3 separate regions of the Rattus norvegicus genome follow, and all the other regions are linked to region 2. The links are chromatin contacts, called in public Hi-C maps. All regions are on one chromosome and are shown on one strand. The core of a region is the stretch at or near the end of the contact, and the rest is flanking DNA. Distances in the headings are between cores, read along the strand shown. Region 1 has its middle 15 kb from the start of Klf6. Region 2 overlaps LOC102554523 (a long non-coding RNA gene). Region 3 has its middle 65 kb from the start of Klf6.

The links. Hi-C and Micro-C count contacts between places; a contact is called where the count stands out from the background.
Region 1: a Hi-C map of the A7r5 cell line shows a contact between it and region 2, with 4 times the contacts expected there. The contact joins two enhancer-like sites. A contact is called at or near these places in 2 of 12 Hi-C or Micro-C datasets (the A7r5 cell line and liver).
Region 3: a contact with region 2 is called in a Hi-C map of the Rat2 cell line, with 2.8 times the contacts expected there. The contact joins two enhancer-like sites.

What each region holds. Positions count from the first base shown.
Region 1 is chr17:69,471,743-69,476,093 of GRCr8, forward strand. No RefSeq gene overlaps it. Among named protein-coding and RNA genes, the nearest start is that of Klf6, 15 kb to the left of the region's middle. Within about 2 kb of position 2,914, at least 33 of the 93 cell types and tissues checked have an H3K27ac peak or open chromatin away from gene starts, as enhancers often do. A contact at or near this core is called in the A7r5 cell line, where this site is marked.
Region 2 is chr17:69,796,449-69,801,068 of GRCr8, forward strand. The region is part of intron 3 of LOC102554523 (a long non-coding RNA gene); the gene reads left to right. Among named protein-coding and RNA genes, the nearest start is that of Klf6, 340 kb to the left of the region's middle. Within about 2 kb of position 1,928, at least 22 of the 93 cell types and tissues checked have an H3K27ac peak or open chromatin away from gene starts, as enhancers often do. A contact at or near this core is called in the A7r5 cell line, where this site is marked.
Region 3 is chr17:69,521,105-69,525,600 of GRCr8, forward strand. No RefSeq gene overlaps it. Among named protein-coding and RNA genes, the nearest start is that of Klf6, 65 kb to the left of the region's middle. Within about 2 kb of position 1,842, at least 25 of the 93 cell types and tissues checked have an H3K27ac peak or open chromatin away from gene starts, as enhancers often do.

The DNA.
Region 1 (4,351 bases), core at 1,664-4,163, 320 kb before region 2:
CGAAGTGTCCCTGTCAGTGTTGGTATCTTCCTGGCCTCAGATGGCCATGAGTATTGCAGGATTATTCTTGCTGCCGCTTCTCAGATCCTCTTTTGACCCCAGGTTTCTTATCCCACCTGGTTTCACATGCAAATTTCTCTCACTGATTTCTTTGTTTGCTTGGATTTCTTTCTCAGCCAGGAATAGCCTTGTTTGGGGATAAGGATGTGCACACAGACACATTTGCACCAGTAGACATCCACACAGAGACACACAAATGGAAACAACACATACACTGAAGGGACTCCTGGCTATAGTGACATGTGGTCTATGGGATGCTGGAATCTGTATAAAGGCCAATGATGGACTGAAGGAACGTCTTTGGATTTACGTTCCAGAATAGGTGTTGTACTGTGTGATTAGCCAATTCATAAACACAGGCTATGCCTTAATACTCCTTCCAAGGATTATTTTTAGAGACTGACGGACTAGAAAATATTTTTGCTGAAATTGCTCAGACACTGTGCAATTGAAAGAAAATCCTTTTGTTGGTGTGGTATTTATAACTGCTTACAAAGGTTATCCTGTTCAAATGCAAGGTGTCATTAGGAGGTAAATCCTAGAACGGGGCGATGCCTTGCATCCAAAAAGGATACTTTTAAAATACAAATGTGTTGTCATGGCAGCATGAAAATGTTGAGGTGTGACCGTCTGGGAACCGAGTGCCTCGCCACAGTGCCTGCCACGTCTCTGATGAGATATCACAAGCCAGTTGAGAAGCCCTTGCCAGATGGAGGGGCAGATAGACACTTTCTTAAATCGCCAAGGTAAAACCTTTCATGATAGAGCACAGGAAAGCACACGACTCTGAAGAGCTGTCATCTCAAAAAAATCTAAAACTGCAAAGGATTCTCCGAGTCTTAGGGAAAATAACAGAGAAGATGTGTCCAGAGCTGTGGTTTTTCCTGAATAGGCTCGTAGGCATCACAAACCACACTTTAGGAAACTCAAATTTTTGCACATTTATAGAAATAATCCACTTCAGATTTAAAAGGAAGGGTTGACACCACATGTGTTTGCATACCTGCCAATCCAGGATAATGTCTAGAGTATTTATTTTTTAAATATCTAAGTTAGATCTATGCAGAGCACGGGAACAGCAGATAAGTGGCAATATAGACCTAGCTGAAAGAAAAGAAGAATAGCTTTCTAAGAGCCGCCCCTCCCCCGCCCCACCCCCACCCCCTGGAGAAAAAACGACTGTGTTGTGTTTCTACCGAAAGAGAGCTGTACACAGCAGACGCCTGAATTCACTTCACAGATAATGAGACATTCTGTTTCGGAGTTCACTATTTAAAAATATAAAACTAACAATTACAGATGGAAACTATTCATTCTGAGATTTAAGGAGGGAAAAGACATTTCCAAAAAGAAAAAAAAAGCCCAGAGCTTTTTAAGCTCTGAAGAGACCGCCCTTCATCTGGCAGAGAAGAGGCGCATTTACAAAGAGTAGGGCAGCAGTCAGCCTTTTGTGTTCTGAGTTCGAGCTTGAGTCTGACCAATTTGCTGCCTTGAGAAGCCTGTTTCATCTGCATGTACACAGAGGTCAAAGCCGTGATATGCCATGGTTTCATGTTCTAACACAGCATCCAACAGTAACGGTCACCTTGCCAAAATAAAAAAAAATGTATATTGTATTGGGTGGAGACTTATCTGACCAAGAAAGTCAATGATTGGCAAAAGATGTCACACATTTAAGGTGAGAGACCAGAAAGTCTTTCCGTATGAGTCATCTGAGCTCTGGGTGGGTGACTTAAGTTACTATTTGCTGATTATTGAATAGAAAATATAGTTTTCTAATTAAAAATATTTCAGAGTTAAAAGTGTTACAAAACTTATCTAAGTTATTATTATTATCATATTAGAGTTAGTGGGTAAGATATTTCAGTTATTTATGTAAAAATTTATAGTGTTTAATCAACATTCAACTTTTTTGTCTGTTTGATTGAATGATTTTCGTGGCCAGTTATCACAGTTGCAAACTTTTAATAGACAAAGGTAAACTTCAGATTAGTCCTGGTCAAAAATGAAAAGTAAAAATAAAAATGTTAGTAAAACAGTAGTATTTAGTAATGTGTTAAAACTTTTATCTAAGGTTGTACTCATGTCTTTGTGCATGTGCATTTGTAACAACAACATAAAAGAGGTTATCAATTTGAGAGGAAATGGGTTAGACAAGGAGAGTTTGGGGGGAGGTAAAGAAAGGAGGGAAGTGATATATTTTAATTAAAAAATGTTTCTGAAGTTTATCTTGGGGCTGGAGAGATGGCTCGGCAGTTAAGAGTACTGACACATCTGTCTGTAACTCCAGATTCAGGACTCCTGGTGTCTTCACGTAGTGCAGTCAAAATAAACCCCAAACAAACAAACAAACAAACAAACAAACAAAGAAACCAATGAGCATAAAATAAAATTATGTTCGAAATCAGTTTATCTAAACAGAGCAGGTTCCAACTAACCATAGAAATGTTAGTATTCAGTACTGATAGTTTTCTCTCTGGTCTCTAATACCCTAACTCGTGCCTTTTAGGAATAGTAAACATATCTTCTGGAGCCTAGAACAGTCATTTGATCCTAACACTTGTGAAAAACCTGTTTTGCAACGTTTTAATAATGGCTTGTCAAGGAATTTTTTTTATTTGCTAGAATGCAGTGCATAAATTAAAATCCTGAAAACTTTAACCTCCACTTCACTTTTCTTTTCTCTCTCAACTGAGAAAAGGTATTATTTAATAAACAAACATTGTTGCTTTGTGATAGTTTGTCTTCTTTTTTTTTCAAACCAGCCAACAAAACGGAATATAATGTATGATCCTCTCTGGTCTAGCCCAGGCTGAGTCATTTCCTGTTTCAATAACAAGAATGTCATCAGCTAAACTCCAGGCAGCACAGTTTGTCACTGCGTGTGGCTTTATTTGTACATGTTGCTAGAAGGTTCTTAAGGAAAAGACACTCATCCTTTTAATACCAAAAAAAGAGACTTCCACTGAGCAACTTTGGCTCTGGTTGGTGCCTGTGAATTATTTATGCTATAACTAATCGGAGGGGGAAATGAACGCGTGCCCAGTTATATACAGTCACACTTGATGACACTGTAATTCTATCTTGGGAATTCATAATTTACTCGGGTCACCTAGGTGTTCACACCAGTGTGGAATGTTTACCTAAATGCTGAGCGCTGGGCTCCGGTGCCAGAGGATATCAGAACTGAGAATGGAAAGGCCGGGAGGTTGCCTGGCTTTGCAGGCCTCTCTGATTTCTTCCTCTAAAGGTTCCAAGATTCTTTTCCTAGAATCAGCAGAGGGAGTTTGCACTGTTTACTTGGTCAGCGCTCAGCGCACAGTGTTCTCGGGGTTGGTTTCCCTCAGACCCACCGCCATGCTGATTGTAAATGACTCATCCGCATGAGTCAGCGGCTTCAAGAGGAGATAGCTATCTTTTGCCTTTGTGCTACTATTTTGCCAAATTGGTGTTGCCCAGCTGCTGCAGATTCCAAACGGTGTGCCTGTTTCTGTAACCCAGAAAACGCGGTCCAGGGTTCAGGCGACATTCTGGAGTAGGATTTAGACTTATCAGACCCCTTTAATGTCTTAGTTGGCTTGAGTAAGTTTCTCAAATCAGGGGAAGCATATCGGGAACCTTCTAGGTCTTACCTGTGAGAAGCCATTCTGATGACTCATGGAGATGGGACATTCCCCCTCGATTAAGGATTAAGGATTAAAACAGAACAAAAAAGAATCCTATTAGAATCCTTAACCAAAAGAATTCCACTTTCGTCCTGGCTTAAAAAATCTTATTGCCTGTAATACAGAAGCATACGGATTTTAATGACCGCTCTTTCAAAACCCTCATAGAGAATTATATTATGACTCCATCTCCCCCTCCAGTGTATTTTAAAAATTCATCAGAGTCTAACGATACAGGCATCATTTGCTTGCAATAATTAACATCTTATTTGCATTCAGTCTGACTCTAAGTTCTACATAAGTGTCTAAGGCGGTGATAGGCAGGGTAGAATTGTTAAGTAAATGTTTACTGTAGGTTATAAAATATGAATAAAACGGGCATGGCTGTTTTCCTGCTACTTGCTGCCGCAGGGTTACATTCTGGGTGAGCAACATGTGACCACCTCTGAATCAGTTACAACTGTAACTGCAAGTCTCATTCAAGGAGATCCTGTGGACCTGGCTCCTTCATGAGTTGCTAGGCTTCAGTTTCATAAACACCACTGAAGAATCTGTTGCTATGTAACTTCCAACACCCTTGGATACATCCCGTCCCCCATTCTCTTAGGGGAAGATGATGTCTTTAT
Region 2 (4,620 bases), core at 678-3,177:
GGGTTTGAATTTTTGCTCAAAACACCATGACCAAGAAGCAAGTTGGGGAGGAAAGGGTTTATTCAACTTACACTTCTGCATTGCTGTTCATCACCAAAGGAAGTCAGGACAGGAACTCACACAGGGCAGGAAATTGGAGCAGTTGCTAATGGAGGGGCCATGGAGAGGTGCTGCTTACTGAATTGTTTCCCTTGGCTTGCTCAGCTTGCTTTTTTAGAGCACCCAAGACTACCAGCCCAGAGATGGCACCACCCACAATGGGCTGGGTCATCCCCCTTGATCACTAATTGAGAAAATGCCTTGCAGCTGGATCTCATGGAGGCATTTCCTCAAAGGAGGCTCCTTTCTCTGTGATAACTCAAGTTGACACACAAAACCAGCCAGTACAGGGTGTCGGGGAACAGCAAAAGGAAGGATTCAAAGGCAAATTGCGGGTTCAAGCTGAAGACCTGTCTTCTGCTTGATAAAGGTTTTCCAGTCTGCTTCAGTGTTCTGCTTTCTCTCTGGAGATCTCTCTGTCTATATTCTGCTTGCTTGCTATTCTAAGAGATCTGTCTGTCTATGCCCTGCTTCCTTTTGTGTGTGTGCTTCTGTCTTGGTGTCTGTGTGTGGGCATGTGTGTCTCCGTGTCTGTCAGTTCTCCAAGCAGTTCTCTTTTTTATCCTAAAAAATTCACTGGGTAGCTCATCTCCTGCAGAACACAGATCCATTCTTTTATTTTCCATATCAATTCAGTCATTTCCTCCAGGCTTCCTTCAGATTATCTTATAAGTCAGTACCCCCTGACCCTAGCTCTTTGATTCTGAAGATAGCAAGCAAACATTTTTTTTTCTTAACTTGGTAAAAGAATTCATAGATCTGTCTACCTTTGTTAAGGACAAAGGATAAACTACTTGGGCGGGTCTCTGCCCTGAAATCACCATTTCTACCACACCTGGGCCTAACCTTATTGTGTGCCAGGCTGACCTTTAACTCAGGAATCCGCCTGCCTTTGTTTCTTTCTGACCAGTTGGTTCATTAATGCAGCTGCCTTTGTTCCTTTAGATTCGTGAAGCCCTTCATAATTCATATTGCATATTTGCATAGTGGAAAAAATATTTTTGAACTCATGTATCTAGAGCTCTTCCCCATAGCCTTAAGGGTTGCCCATTTTGCTGAGACATTAGCCACACCTCTTGGACTCCTGCTATTTGATTATCATGGAGTCAATACCATTAACAGGAAGGACCTTCCTCAGAGAAATGTGAAATAAGAACATTATTCCACAAACAAGCCTTATGCCCACGGTAGTGATCAACACTCTTGGAGGCTCACACCAGGGCCCTGTCCCAAAAGCAAGAACAATGTCACCAAATTACTCCGTCCCCATCAGGGCTACACTGGGCTCGGCACCTTGTGGTCCATGTGGTATGCTGATACATGTGGAGAAAATGTCCACCACAGCTTTCGTCTTGCAAATATTTTCAGCCTAAAGACTGGTCCTCTCCAAACACTGCTCCAACCAAGCTTAGCTAAATCTCTCTCCTCACATCAGCTGAGCACCTAAAACTAGCTTTTCTGTACTGAAATAAACCTGCCTTGATCAGTTGTATGCAGTCACATTGTCTTTCTGTTCTACTCTATACATGCTGTGCTTGTGGGGTGTGGTGATTTCCCAGAGAACCTGGTCTTTACAATCCCAGCTTTCTTTTCATGCATCTGTCTTGCCTCTATTTCTTCATGACTCCTATCAGGTTCGTCCTTGGAGTCAAACAGAGAAGCAGTTCTTGGTCTTTGAATTTGGACACTCATAGTATAGTACTTGTCTCTGTTGGAATATTATAAACAGAGCTCAGAAGTCAATGGTTTTAGCACCCTGAATGCATCTGGCCTGAATGTTAAGCAGTATTCGGCCTGGTTAGTTCTTGGGCGGTGTTTTATTTTGCCACTTCCCTTGAGGTCCTAAGCTCTGAGTCATAGAACTGGAAAGTTTACAGGCCGATCATAACTGCTTAATGTGTGGCTGCGTGAGCGAAAGTTCCTTCCTGTAAAATCGTTTACCGAGGTCTATAAACTGGTTTCTGTGACAGCCCAGTTTCGTTTTAATTTCTCCCATGCTTGTTTATACTTTGTTGATATTGTTGATTTCTTAATCTATTGGCTCAGAATCTTGCATAATTTGTAAACTCATACTTCGTTTTACATTTCTATTTTCTTCCTCCTATTAAAAAGTGAACACTGATGAAAAATACCTGGAGGTAACAATAATAAAACATCCGTAGACACAAGGAAGTTAAAGGAGACTCTGTTTGAGGCAATAGAATGAGCAGGAGGTAAGGAGAGTTAGTGACGAGCTCAGTGGCAAAGTCTAATTTCTGCTTTACCCATCGTCCTTTGCTCCCCAGGAGGAACTGCTGATAATTATTAAAGCAGCCTTTGAAAACTGCAGAGTACCTAGTCTCATATAGCTATATACTAATTTTCCAATGTGGTCTAAAAAAAAAAAGCCCAGATTGAGATACTTCAACAACATAAACTTCTCACAATTCTCGAGGCTGTAAGTACCAGATTAGCCATGAGCAAGGTATCTCTTTTGGCATGCGCATTGCGGTCTTTTCCTTCTGTTCTTATCTGGTCATCCCTCTATGTACAACTGCATCCCAACCTCCTTTTAATAAAAATGTATTGCCTTTAAAAGCAAATCTTCATTAGCTCTCTGTCTTTCTGTCTTCACGTTAGGTCATGCTCTGATATACTAAGAATTAGATCCTCAACCTACAACTACACAAGAATACTAGCCAGATCAGAGAAGTCTGTTTTTTTATATTTTATATAATTTATGATATAAAGTAGTAAGATGCATAATTTTATCCCCATTTTACTGACAGGTAAATTCAGAGATATAAATTGATATGCTCAAGGGCATTTGATTCAATGAGATGAAGTCAGTTTTAGACAGTGCCATGATCATCTTCGTTAAGTTTTACCTGATCCATAATCTCCCATATATCAGAAAAAATGAGTGCTTAATATTTTGTTATACAGAACAATGATAAATATAAACTCTGTGTGTGTTTGTGTGTGTGTGTGTGTGTGTGTGTGTGTGTGTGTGTGTGTGAGAGAGAGAGAGAGAGAGAGAGAGAGAGAGAGAGAGAGAGAATACGCGTGGAGATCAAGGGATAGTTATGTAAAGTCAATTATATCCTTCCTTACTGAGTACTGGTGTTTGAAGTGAGGTCACCAGGTTTGGCTCCTGGCATCTTTTAATTGCTTTGCTATTATGCTGGTAAACAGCCTATCCTTCAAGATGGAAGGTGTTTGCATTTTCAATTCTATTAGGAACATTCCTTGTTATGCTAAAGTACTAAACATTAATAATCAGAATACTTGTAAAAGTCTAGCACATATAAAGCATTAAGATGGGAAAATTTACATTTTCAGAACCTTACTTGATTCATCCACAATTCTTTCTATGAAAAATCTCATTTTCCTTTTTCTGATGTATCACTTACTAGAAAATAGTTTAAACTACAAGGCTGTAGATCAAGATTCTCATTTTCGTATTCAGAGTTTATATTTGAATTGATGACTAGATTGTAAGAATCTAGTAAGACACAGGCGGATCTCTGAGGCTTTCTGGAGCCAGTGTGGCTTTAATTAACAAACTCTAGGACAATGAATAACCCTCCCTGCAGGAAAAAACTCAACAAGGTGGATGGCATTTGTGTAGTGACACCCCAGGTTGATCCCCCAGCCTCCAGACATACACATTCATACATCTGTGTGTACACATACACATATATAAATCACACCCAAACACACACAAGGGATGAAGCTATAATTCCACAGACAGTGTTCTGAGAAAGGCTAGGTGCTGAAACACGATAAAGTTCAGGCATCTTCTTCTGTGTTTTGTAGCCACTAGTGCCACTCCTCATTAACATTCAGAAGAGAAACTTGCAAGAGAATGGCAGCTGACATATAGCAGATGTCTTCGATGTGGTAGATTCTGATACCTAGTGTTAATATCCTCATGGAAATTCACAGCATTGTCTAGGCAGGGGGCCAAGTGATAAGCATTAGAGCTTTGAAGGGAGATAGTAGAAATGAGGTTGGCTTTGTTTGAACTGCATATTCCTGCCAGGCAGAAGGGGCTCTCCTGAGTCTGTGAGAGTAAATTCCAAGAGCAGGGCCTGTGTTGGAAGATTTTTGTCCTGGGTGTTTCGAGGGTGTAGTTGAGGTAGGCAGAGCTCTGACTCAGGGATTCCAAAGAAACTGACTTATTTCATGACCTGTCAGCCCTCTGCAACTCTTATTGTATATTGGCATCATTAGCAGAATGGGGACAGCTGGCTCAGAGAAACGGGTTTTTGATGTGGGTACTTGCCAGAGAGAGGATGTGCAATGACCCTCTTCCACCCTCTTGGCTTTCTCCTCGATATTGCATTGATCATTTCAAGAGCTTTCACAAATATGGGCTAGGTTGACATTTTGCAATATCTTCTGGCAATTGTGAGATTTTATGGTCATGAAAGAAAACTCTCTTAAGGCAATTTACTTCTACCCATGGCCTACAAAGGACAGTTTTATATTGGGTCATTATCAACTGCCTACTTGCTTGGCATCTTTCTAAACGAGGCA
Region 3 (4,496 bases), core at 592-3,091, 280 kb before region 2:
TATATATATATATATATATATATATATATATATATATATATATATATATATACCACTTGGACTCTGGCATCACATACCAGGCTACTTATTTTTTTGTTACGTAAAGAGCTATTGCATCTCTTGTGTTGTTAATGTACTTGAGAAGGATGTAAGTCATGAGTGCTTGTGTTAGAATTTTGACAAACAGGTCTTCCTTGGGAAAATATTTCATGCACACAGGAGACTATGGAAGAACAAGAACGGGATGGACCACTTACTTGATGGAGCAGGGCCAGCATAAAAAGATGCTGGGTCCTAGGAGGCCATCTCACTTTATATTTGCCAAACAAGCATGAGGACCTCATTTTGATTCCCAGAAACCGGCTAAAAAGCCAGGCATGGTGGTCCACTCTTGCCATTCATATGCTGGGGAGATAGACAAAGAATGACCCCTCAGTCTTGCTGGTCAGCCAGCTTAGTCTAAATGATGAGTCCAGGACCCACTGAGAAGTTGTCTCAAAGGTTTCAAAGGTGTATAATATCTGGGAACCAAAACCTGGGGCTGTCCTCTGTCCTCTACATGTAAACACACATGTGTGTCTACACACACACGAACTCATACCACCTGTACCCTCACCCTCCCACACACACTGAGGAAACCAGAGTATTTAAAACTATTTGGGTTGCTGGAAAGGTAAACACTGCTGTTTTATGGCAGCCTTAATATAATTGTTGGAAAATAATCTTGGAAACATAATCTTGAATGGCAGACAGATTTTTTTTAAAAATAAGATTTAAGGAAACATGAAGTTACAATAAGTACAGAAGTTTCTTCAAATCCTGCTGCTTCTACTGGGGACAAGAGAGCAGGATGTACCATCACATTTCAAATCCTTGACTTCTGCTTTTGAGTCCACAATGCTTCTGTGTTTTCTTAAGATTTCCCAGAAGTGAACAAGCAGTATTGGAAAAAGGAAGTTAAACAATGATTTGCTCAATTTGAAAGCAACATCGCTTCATCACATGAGCCTAAACCTTTCCCAAATGAAACACTCCTGCCTGGGACCCCCCAACAATAATAAATTCACCCAGAAGAACAGTAAGGTCAATATAATTAATTACCCATTCTTTCTTTATCATTGACCGGTGTTTTGCTTAAATGACTGATCAGGTTTCCTAGGAGTGACTGATACCTCTGTCACTGGCTGTGGAGGGCTCCTTCACACTTATTCTCTCAGGACCAGTAGGGGTTAGGTAAACAATGAGCTCACCCTTTTGTGCTGTCTTCCTGACATTACATCTCAACACAGAGGTAAGGTCAGGTGACTCAGTCCATTTTACTTCTGATATTTTTGCCTTTTATGGATCATTCTTAGAAAAAAAGGGGATTGCCTTTTGACACTTCTGACTTTGTTGTTGTTCACAGTGAAAGTAGTGTTTGTGGCTTAACTAAATATGAGTGCCCAGAAAGAAGGCAGGAAGACGTTTCCTCGCACATAAGAAACCTTAATATTTTCTCTCCATTCTGAAACACTTTAAACATTCTTCTGGGCCTTCTTTTGGTGGAAACAGTTGTTGGGACTTGTTGATTTTTTCAGCACTACCAAACTTGGCATTCCTCAGGCGTTACTTAAGTCCAAAATATTGCAGTTGAGTTAAACTTTAACCAGCCTTAGTGACTAGTTTATACATTGTAAAACTTTGTGGAGTACTTTGTATCAGCAAATGCCACAAGCCAAGAATCTTGGAGCCTGCATTGCCTTTGTTATTCAGACACAACCCTGACTGTTTTCTTTCTCTAGCATTGAGAGCTCGGTCTTTTGATTTGAAAGCTTTGCGTTGTACCCAAGGACTTCTGTATCTAAACTATGCTAAAGACACATGGAAAGGGTATGACCTCATGGATTTTGTCAGTTGGGCTGTGTGTTTAACTAACTCGGGTGAGTCACAGTCTTGTGACCAGCCAGGCACCTTTCCAATCAGAGGCCGTTAAGATCTTTGACAACAGAACCTGTAGATATTTTGAAGAGGAGATTTCAACAAGTGACCTGCCTGCTTGGCTATACCACGTTCTGTAGGGATATTAAAAAAAAAGTTCCTATTCCTGATGAATAATAAAACATCAGCCAAGAGATTGAAGTTCGTAAAGCTGACTCACTTCCTGGTTTCCAGATGAAAAGAGTTGTCCAAGAAATGACTCTCACAGGGAAAATGATACTCCCTTCACCTCACTACCTGTGTCTTTTTCAAGCACGGTTGACTATCACAGTGACTTGTCAGTACTTTGATATGTTGAAAAGTTAAATTCAATTATGAAATAATACTATGCATTAGGAAGCAGCTCCTTCAAGCTGTAAGAATCACTGACTTCAGATATACCCCAGAAAAAAAAAACTGGCCATGTTGCACAAGCATGTGCCCCTATGGCTGAGAAATCTCCCCTCCCCCCTTCAGTGACGCAGGGCATTAATGCATGCCTTCCCTATTAATGTTTTTAAAAAGCAAGACTTAATTGGCAATGACGTCACTGTTAACCTGCAGTGTGTTTATCTGAGAGTTTCAAGAGAGAGAGTTTCAAGAGAGAGTTTCAAGAGAGAGAGAGAGTTTCAAGAGAGAGAGAGAGAGAGAGAGAGAGAGAGAGAGAGAGAGAGAGAGAGAGAGAAAGGTGTTTTCTAAACCCAGGTCACGTGGAGGATGTATGTCGACCAGGAACACTGCACTGCAGGCAACTCAGAAGGGTGCACTGTCAGAACACTCACCACTGGAAAGGGTGTAAGCAGGGCTGTGGAATTTTCAGCAGTGTCATGTTGACCAACTGACTGACTCAGCGGAAGATACCCACACAGGAAAGGGGCAGTCCATCCTCACTGCAGTCCCCAGAAGGACAAGGACGTTATGGGAAACAGGGAAACTTCTGCCTCCCTGACTTACTATATTCTCTTGGGTGTACTGATCAGCCTACATTCCGCCAAGCCAAACATGTCGAGAGAAAACACGTGTACTGAATTCCACTGATAACCACTGAGAGTCACAGTCTCTAAACCTAATGTTTGGTGATGGTTGTTGTTGTTGTTATTGTTGTTGTGTGTTTTGTTTTGATCTTTTGAGACAAAGTCTCACTCAAGAGTTATGTCTAGCCTAGAACACTCTGCATGGACCAGGCCAAAAATTCACAGAGATCTGTTTGCCTCTGCCCTTCCCCACACCTATCCGTACTGGAATTGATGTCCCACCACCATACTGAGCCTAAACTCCATCTCCATTGCCTTATAAAACTAGAACTAGAGCCCTATAAACAAGAGCTCCACACTCCCCCTCATTTCTAAAGCACCCCCTGCCTTTCCTTGACTCTCTCCCCACTTGGTGCGTCTTGTTTCTGAATTCGCCTAGAATCCTCATAGTTGTACCATTCTTGTTATTGAGAAATCACAAATTGTGAAACATGTCAAAAGGGGCACATTTAAAAATAACCGTCCTTCCTGCTGTTTAGGTAAAGCCACTTGCTTGTTTGGGGTTGCTAATGGGAATAAGTGAGTGTGTGTGATTCCCTCTAGAGCCAGCTTGTTGGCTCAGAGGGAAAATTCATGGAACAGCCACAGGCTGCATTCCAGAACATTAGCCAACCACTCTGCGAAACGTCCGCAGCTGGGTCCGAGAACTGTCTGCTATTAAGGCTGGACAGGCAGTCTGCTCCTGAGGCCGAGATCCTTGTACTAGATGTCAATTCAAACTCTAATGAACTGGCCTTGTTTTCTTTATTGTGTTTCACTATCTGAGACTGGCCTCAACCTCCTAAATGCTGGAATTGTGAGAATGCATCCTCACGCATGGCAACAGGACTTTTGTTTGTTGAGATAGGTTCCTATATAGAGCCAGATGGCCTCAAACTCACCGTGCAGGCCACGGTGACCTTGGACTTCTAAGCCCTTTGTCTTCACCTCCCAGATTCTGAGCTAACAGTACCACCATGCCATGTTTATGCTGTTCTGTGAATAGATGTTAGGCAAGCATTCTACTGAGCTACACTCCAAGCCTTGAACAATACTTCATAAGTGATTCTTTCTTGCTCTTGGATTCTTGTTAAAACGCTCATGATTTTTCCCAGTCTATGGAAATTCGCAGGATTTTCTTTTTAAAAGAAAGTACTTCTGGAGCTGAGAGAGATGACTCAGTGGTTAAAAGTATGACTGCTACCCCAGAGGACCCACCTACAATTCCTAGCCATGTGTATTGGCTCACATTGACTGTAACTCCAGTTCCAGGGGGTCCCAAAACATTTTGAGACAGGATTTCTTTCTGTAGCCCTAACTGTCCTGAAGTTAGCTCTCTAGACCAGGCTGGCTTTGAACTCACAGAGATCTGTTTGCCTCTGCCTCTCCAGTGCTGGCATTAAAGGCATGAGCTACCACCATCACATGGGTCCTCTGCCGCTGTGGGAGGCAGTATGCAAGTGGTGCACAGACCTGCATGCAGGTAAAACACAGACACAGACACACACACACACACAAACACACACA